Regions from separate parts of the Macaca mulatta genome. Here region 1 is linked to region 2. The links are chromatin contacts, called in public Hi-C maps. All regions are on one chromosome and are shown on one strand. The core of a region is the stretch at or near the end of the contact, and the rest is flanking DNA. Distances in the headings are between cores, read along the strand shown.

Region 1 (4,043 bases), core at 1,436-3,935, 270 kb after region 2:
TATATGCACAGGTTTCACAGATTATAGAGAGCAATTTTAGTAGAGAGGCATTTTTAGAATTCTGCCTGCCACAGAGTCTTAGGTGTTGTTTCTTATCATTTGTTTGTGTTCTTTATAATTAAATCTCAATGACACAAATCTACTAAAAAAGTGAATCTTACTGATGACTGCAGAAGCTGCATTTCCATAATGGCAAAGGCAACTAACTGTGAATGGGACTGCAGCATGCTAATAAAATTTTGAAAACATAAGTTTGCTAACACTGGTATTTAAAAGTTTTAAACTGTTGTAAAATACGTATAATATGAAATTTACCATATTAACCTTTTTTTTTTTTTTTTAAAGACATGGTCTTGCTCTGTTGCCCAGGCTGGTGTGCAGTGGCGTAATCATACCTCACTTAACCTCCAACTCTTGGGTTCAAGCAATGCCCCTGCCTCAGCCTCCCAAAGCACTGGAATTACAGGCCTGAGCCATCATACCCAGCCCCATCTTAACCATTTTTAAGTGTACAGTTCAGTATTGTTAAGTACATTCACACTGTTGTGCAGCCAATTTCCAGAACTTTTCATTTTGCAAAACTGAAACTCTATACCCATTAAACCAGGGGTCCCCAACCCCCATGCCTGCAGACTAGTACTGGTCCATGGCCTGTTAGGAACTGGGCGACACGGCAGCTGAGCAATGGACCAGCCACACATTACCGTCTGAGCTCCGCCTCCTAACAGATGGGCAGCAGCATTAGATTCTTTTGCAAACCTTATTGTGAACTGTGCATGTGAGGGATCTAGGTTGCACACTTCTTATGAGGATCTAATGCCTAATGATCTGAGGTGGAACAGTTTCATCCTGAAACTATCCTCCCTCTACTCCCCGACCCCACGCCACCCCCTCTGTGGAAAAATGGTCTTCTGGTCCCTGGTGCCTAAAAGGCTGGGGACCGCAGCACTAAACAACAAATCCTCCATTGCCTCCCTCCCTCCAGGCCCTGGTAATCACCATTCCATTTTCAACACTGGCATATTTTTATTTTATATATTTATTAACAAACATGTATATAGCAATTACTATATGCCAGGTACTGTTCTAAGCCTTGAGCTCAGGAGTTCAAGACCAGCCTGGACAACATGGCAAAACCCTGCCTCTACCAAATGTACAAAAGTTAGCCAGCTGTGGTGGCGTGTGCCTATGGTTCCAGCCACACGGGAGGCTGAGGTGGGAGGATCGCTTGAGTCCAGGAAATCGAGACTGCAGTGAGCCATGATGATGCCACTGTACTCCAGCCTGAGTGACAGAGTAAGACCCTGTCTCAAAATAAAATAAAATAAAATAACAATAATAAAAACCCTAATGAGGTCAATACTGTTATTATTCCCATTCTACAGATCAGGAAACAGAAGAGCTAAGTAAACTGCCCAAGATTACACAACTAGGAAGTGACCAAGCAAGAATTCAAACTGAAGGAGTCTGGCTTTATAGTTTTTGCTATAAACCATGACAGTGTAAAAATATTCACTGTAAAGAAAAACTCATCAGGAATTAGTATCATTTCTTCTATGTATATCTATCTATTGTAGGTGCAATTTAACTTAATATTCATCTCCTGTCTAAAAGACTATGTGACCAAGGTTACAAATGTCAATTGACATTTTTAGAGACTATATATATATATATAGCCCAGCTTTTGTTAAGGCATTTTCTTGAAGTCAGTCAAACAAAAAGTGCCTTGTATTTTAAGTATGCCAATTATAATTTACATGTAGTATTTTATAATAAAATACTTTATAAATACAAATCACAACTCACTACCATTACTTAAATTAAAATACAAAGAAAAAAAATCCAGCTGTTTCTCTCTGGTCCCTTCCAAGGAAGAAAAAAGGAGAGAAATAAACTTCTAAATAAGTTTACAACAGCATGGCTCAATCTCAGCTTAACCTGGTAAATTCAAATTTGTCTTGCTTTGCAAGGTGTACATCCAGACCAGTCTCAATTTGTCATCCAAATATATATCTCAGTAGTAACTTATTTTTATTTAAGGGATGGGTGTGAGATTTCCTTCTCTTGATTTTTTAGCTTAATAATTCTTTCCTACAAGATCAAACCATGCTTGTCATCAGTCATGTGGTGTCATTTACTATACGTTAAAAACGGACAGAGTCGACAGAAAGAACAATCGTTTTCTGGAAGCCCCAGTCTGATGTAGGTTAAAAGCTCTGCTGGGGTTTGGTTTTATAATCCCCAGGAGGGGATAGCAGGGGTACTAATAACGCACTCAACGAGATCACGTACTATTTCAACTACTTTCTCCTCCTATTATATACCTGATTCACAAAAACAAGCAGACAATGCATCATGTAATCTCCCGTCACCCATTAGCCACTGCAATGTGGTACAATCTCCAGCACGAAATAAAAACCTGGGCATGGGAAAAACAGCAAAATCACCGCTACCCCGGGAACTGCTCAGATATTTACAATGCTGTCGTCCCCACCCCATCCCCCAAACTGGCCGGCCAGGCAGCACAGAAGCAGACGGATGCTCACCCGGGCGCCGGCTGCTACTCTCCCTTCACCTGCGGGGCCTGCAGTCCGCTGCTGGCGGGGGCTTGGCTCCCGCAGCCCGCCGCCCGCCTCTCGGTGACAGCCAGCCCAGCCGCTGACCATCCCGGCCCGGCTCTGTTTACAAGCGGCTTCTCGCGGTTCCACTCTGAAATGCTTCCGCCGGCGGCCCGGGCAGCCAGAGCCGGACACACAAGGTTCCAGGCTGCGAGGACGTGTCTTTCCTGCCCGAGGGACCGGGCAGCTCGGCCGATCCTGACCGCACCCACCAGGCCTTCTTATTTCTTTGCTTTCTTATGTACAGTTCCTCTCGTACACATTGTGAAAGCAATGGCGTGCGTCGCGGAGCCTCCTCACTGCTCCACCCAACGCCAAAATGGGTGTTTGCGATTGGAAAATGTCACTTAGAACATGTCAGGGTCGGGCTGGTTTTTAGCATCTTCCTTGTCTAAGGGAATTAATTACTCAAAGAAATAAGTTATTTCCAAAAGTGGGACTATTAGAACCTGGAGATTGCTTCTCATTTCCGGTTTTGGGGCTGCAGTGAAAATCCGTTTTCACCGTCCTTTCCTACGCAGGTTGAAAAGGGGTGGTTTTGAGGTGAGGTCTTCACCCCCACTTGCGGATTCCCAGCAAAATAGAGTGTGCATGTGTGTGCACACGGGCAGGACTGTTGAGTAAGACCACCCACACCCCACCCACCGTGACTGTGGTCGCTTTGCAGGGATATGCTGGTCTGATTGGACAGACCTTCCTTGCAGTTTCCTGTCTGTTTTCCATCATAGCACACTTCTTAGCCATTTTCTCACTGTATAAGTACACATTTATATATTTTATTGGTCTTCCCACGCTCACGCATCTCACCTACAAACTCCCAGAGGGCGGGCACTATTTCAGTTTCACTCACCACCATCTAGTAGGCACCTAGCACAGGTCCAATGTATATGTATCTGAATAAATGAATGAACAAAGGAATGAAAAAAAAAAAAGTCAGAGGGGTCAGGGATGAAACACAGAAATCTAAAACTCTGATTCCTCTTCCCACCCTCTGGAAGATTGATAAGCAAATCTTTAACAATTGAGTTAAGAAAAAATTTCCTTTGGTTGATGTTCGAAGTTTAAATAAACTTTCTTTAAACCCTGCAATTTGAGGTACTTTCTTTTCTGTTTTGCTAGAAACAGGATCTCACTCTGTGCCCAGGCCAGAGTGTAGTCGCATGATCATAGCTCACTGCAGCCCTGAACTTCTGGGTTCAAGGGATCCTCCCAACTCAGCCTCCTGAGTAGCTAGGACTACAGGCGCGCATCACCACAACATGGCTAATTTCTTTTTTCTTTTCTTTTTTTTTTTTTTGTAAAGGCAAGGTCTCCCTGTGTTGCCCAGGATGATCCTGAACTCCTAGCCTCAGGTGATCCTTCTTCCTTGCCTTCCAAAGTGCTGGGATTACAGGTGTGAGCCACCTCACCTGGCCAGGGGTACAT
Region 2 (4,524 bases), core at 47-2,546:
ACCAGCTGCGCCAGGAGCAGCAGCAGCAGCGAGGGCGGCGCGGACGGGTCAGGTCGAGCCATCGCCCCCTCCCTCCCCTCGCCTCCAGCGGCCCGCGAGGGACCGACACAGGCAGAGGAATCCGGGCCGGGGCTTCTCCCTCCGGCGTCTCGTGTGTTGCACCGGGGCTGGCAACCTGTTGGTTGCTTTTTCCTTTAAAAAAAAATTCGTCCAAAGATAAACTGCTTCGGGAAGACGCTGCCTCCGCTGGCAGCGCTCCGCTTCTCGCCGGATAGGGCTGAGGAGAGACGGTGAGGGCTCGGATCCCAGGGAAAGGACTCTTTAAAAAAGAAGGGGGAGAAGAAAGATTGCAACCACTCCCTGTTGGAGGGGCGTCAACGGTTCGGTCCCCGCGAGCGGTCTCCAAATCTCTAAGTTAACCCCTTTCCTTTCCTCCCCGCTCCGCCTCCTGGAACCAAACTACTGACTCCCCCACCCTTTCTTTCCAAGCTGGGCCCTCCAGGCAGTGCCCGGAGACCAGAACCCTCAGCTTCCCGGAAAAGGGCACAGGAACCGGGAGAAGAACAGAGAGAAATGGAAGGCTCTCACCTCCACGGATCCCGCCGAGAGAAGCAGACAGTCCACAGCCAGCCTGGGTCCTCCGTCCCTGGGTCACTCCGCTGAGAAGCGCGAATCAGAGCCGGGCTGGCGCCGGGAAAGTTTAGCGACAGGCTGGGTACCCGTGGCAGCGGCACATGGCAGCAGGTGGGGGCGACTCAGAGAGGGGGGCGCCCCCAGAACAGACGCGGCGCAGGCCAGTCACTCGCCCTCTCCTCCTCGGGGGCCCACCGCATGATCCAGACGGAGCCGGGCAGGGGCAGGCCGTGCGGTCTCCCCGGGGCCGGGAGCCGGACGGAGGGCGAGCGCGCCTGGCAGCACCTGGGCGGAAGGAAGGCGGGAGGCGGGAGCCGTGGGACCCCTCTGTCTCACAGCACCGCGAGCAGCCGGCGCTGGCCGGGCCGGGACTGCATGGTGCGCGCCGGCCGCCGCGTCCCGCCCGCCGCTCGCCTCCTCCCCTGCAGGGGGCTCCGCGCTCCAGTGGACTCCTGGGGGCGGTGGCGACGCTCTCGGGACGTGCCCTGCTCGGCTCCTCCCCCGCGCTCTCGCACCCTTTCGCCCACCTCCGGCGAGCACGGAACCGCGCGCGGCGGCGACCACAGAGGACTCACGGCCGCAGGCTGGCTGCCCTCTCCCGCCCCGCCCGGGTCACCTGCTTCTAATGCCCGCCGGGAGGCCCCGCCCCGGCCCCGCCCCCTCAGGCCCGGGCGCGGTTGGTGGGCCGCCTAGCCACGCTCTCCTCGCGTCCCCGCCCACTGCCCCGCGGGCTCGGCCTTTCCCCCGGCGCCCTCTGGCCCCGCCCGGAGCGGGCAGCCAAGGAGCGCTGACCAATCGCAGACCGGGAGGCGATGGAGGCGGGGCGAATGCTAATCATGCCGCTCTGGGAACCCGGGCGGGAAGCCCTCGCCAGAAGTCCCTCCGGAGTTCTCTGCCGGCGCCCTGGGTGCAAGACTCGCTCCTGTAACGTCCTGGCTTACGCACCTTTGCTCCCAGGGCCCCTGCCCTTTCTGTCTGCAGCTAAGCGTCCTTACAGAGTTCAGTGCTTCTTTGAAAGAATTGCTCAAGGAATCATTCTTAGGCGTGGCTGTCTCCCTTCTGCACTGTCTTGGAACTGTGTGAAAGAAGAGAGAATACTTACTGAGCCTTTTACTGTGTGCCTAACAAAGTGTTAATCGTTTATATCCTTTTTTTTGAGACGGAGTTGCTCTGTCGCCCAGGCTGGAGTGCAGTGTCGCGATCTCGGCTTACTGCAACCTCCGCCTCCCGGGTTCAAGCGATTCTCCTGCCTCAGCCTCCCGAGTATCTGGGATTACAGGCGCGCGTCACCACGCCTGGCTAGTTTTTGTATTTTTAGTAGAGAAGGGGTTTCATCATGTTAGGCTGTCTCTCGAACTCCTGACCTCGTGATCCGCCCGCCTCGGCCTCCCAAAGTGCTGGGATTACAGGCCTGAGCCACCGCGCCCGGCCCGTTTACATCTTGAGACAAGATCTCACTCCTTACAACAATTCTGCGGCAGGTATTCCCTACAGGTGAAGAAACCGAGACAGACTTGGCCAAGGCAACCGAGCTAGTCGTAGTTCCCGCAAGAAAGGGCGACCTCGGCAAGCAAGTTCACCTCCGTATTCCGATCGCCTGCCATTCGCCGCCCAAATGGCAACCCTGGGATTCGAACCCACGTAGTCGGGCAGCGGCATTCACCATCGTAGCCACCCCTCCCCCCATACTATCGCAGCCTCTCTGGCTTCGACCTTTACTTTTGCATCTCTTAACAAACTCTTGTTGTGACAAGAAAGTGGATTTCTTTCTGCCTTTAGAAGACCCAGAAAGATGTGAGTCCTTTATTAGTCGTGGTTTATAATCCCAGGCAGTTCCGAAGTCGCCCGCAGAGAGAAGCGATACCAACCCAGGGCTCTGTGCTGGGCACGGCGCCCGCCTCCCCGTCCCCTCCAGTCCCCGGCTGCCTGCTGCTAAGCCGCGCACTCGCGCGCCGTGGGGGGTCGGAGGGCGCACGGATGGCGGGGACATGGCGGCGCTCTTCAGTTGCGCAATTATGCTACAAGTTTTAAGTGTCCTAAAAATGCCTCTTTTCTATGTATTGTAATTAGATTGGAAGACTGAGGTATTTAGCATTCTTGAAATACATTCACACGCCTAGGAAGAGGATTTAAATTGTTTCCTTCTCCCCAAACTCTTCCTTTCACTGGGCAAAGGGCGAAAATAGGCAAGAGGGCCTGGGGACACTTGAAGGAATAGGGACTGGACTAACTGGATTAGATCCAGATCAACCGCGGGTTACTGTCGATCTCCTGTCCCGGATCCCATTGGCACAGGTTGGAAGAATAAATTGCGGAAGTGCCACTCCCCTCCTGCGTATCAACAACGCTTTGTGGGCAATAATGAAGAACATGTGTATTAATCCCAGCCTCCAAGTTAAAAAGGAACAAATATCAATCACTTCGCAGATATCAAAACTATTAATAAACGTTTAAAAGGCCGGGTGCCATGGCTCATGCCTGTAATCCTAACACTTTGGGAGGCTGAGGTGGGAGGATGGCTTGAACCCAGGAATTTGTAGACCAGCCTGAGCAACATAGCAAGACCCCCCACTCTAAAATACATAATTAAATAAATGAATAAATATACCTTACGTCTTTCATTCTCTGGAATTCTACAGGTGTTCACATTTTATCTCTTGTGCTTTGGAATTACTTGGCACTCTGGGTCAGGAAGCCTCCCAGGGTTGAAAATAGTGGGAGCTGAAAAGTTGCGGGCATAACAGTGAGCAAGAAAGGGGAGCCCTCAGTGGAAAGTATGTGCAGACTATGAACATGCCAAGGGAGGCCCATCTCATTCTGTGCTCTTTATGCAACGTGTGTATTACTGGGGATGGACAAGTGTTGGCTAATAATAAAAATTATTTGAAGTTGGAGAATGTTAATCACTCACACTGGAATTTAGCCAGAATATTTGTGTTATTTCACACGGTTCTGTCAGAGGCATTTGAACCAGAGCAACTCCATCTTGGATAGGGACTGGGTAAAATAAGGCTGAGACCTATTGGGCTGCATTCCCAGGAGGTGAAGACATTCTAAGTCACAGGGTGAGATAGGAGGTCATCAAAAGATACAGGCCGTAAAGACCTTGCTGATAAAACAGGGCGCAGTAAAGAAGCTGGCCAAAATCCAGCAAAACCAAGATGGCCAGGAGAGTGACCTCTGGTCGTCCTCACTGCTTATTATACCTTAATTATAATACATTAGCATGCTAAAAGACACTCCCACCAATGCCAAGGCAGTTTACAGATGCCATAGCAACCATCAGGAAGTTACCCTGTATGGTCTAAGAGGGGGAGGAACCCTCAATTCCGGGAATTGCCCGCCCCCTTCTGGGAAAACTCATGAATAATCCACCCCTTGTTTAGCATATAATCAAGAAATAACCATAAAAATGGGCAACCAGCGGCATATGCCCGCTGCTCTGTCTATGGAGTAGCCATTCTTTATTCCTTTACTTTTTTTCTTTCTTTCCTTTTTTTTTTTTTTTTTTGAGACAGTCTGGCTCTGATGCCCAGGCTGAAGTGCAGTGGCACGATCTCATCTCACTGCAACCTCTGCCTCCTGGGTTCAAGCGATTCTTGTGCCTCGGCCTCCCAGGAAGCTGGGATTACAGGCCTACGCCACAACACCCTGCTAATTTTTGTATTTTTAGTAGAGTCGGGGTTTCGCCATGTTCACCTTCACCAGGCTGGTCTGGAACTCCTGGCCCCAGGTGATCCTCCCACCTCGGCCTCTCAAAGTGCTGGATCACAAGCATAAGCCACCTCGCCCGGCCCTTTCTTACTAAACTCGCTTTCTCTTTACTCTGTGGACTCGCCCAGAATTCTTTCTTGCAGGCGATCCAAAAACCCTCTCTTGGGGTCTGAATCG

What was found. Hi-C and Micro-C count contacts between places; a contact is called where the count stands out from the background.
Region 1: a Hi-C map of fetal cortex germinal zone shows a contact between it and region 2, with 1.6 times the contacts expected there. The contact joins the promoter of PLEKHM3 here to the promoter of FZD5 in region 2. A contact is called at or near these places in 3 of 14 Hi-C or Micro-C datasets (blood, fetal cortex germinal zone and fetal cortical plate).

What each region holds. Positions count from the first base shown.
Region 1 is chr12:113,294,945-113,298,987 of T2T-MMU8v2.0, forward strand. It overlaps PLEKHM3 (pleckstrin homology domain containing M3), which reads right to left and starts at 2,686. Exons shown (of 9, transcript XM_077957431.1): 1 at 2,547-2,686.
Region 2 is chr12:113,029,722-113,034,245 of T2T-MMU8v2.0, forward strand. FZD5 (frizzled class receptor 5) reads right to left here and starts at 1,297. Exons shown (of 2, transcript XM_015110810.3): 1 at 589-1,297; 2 at 1-319. The coding sequence starts at 62.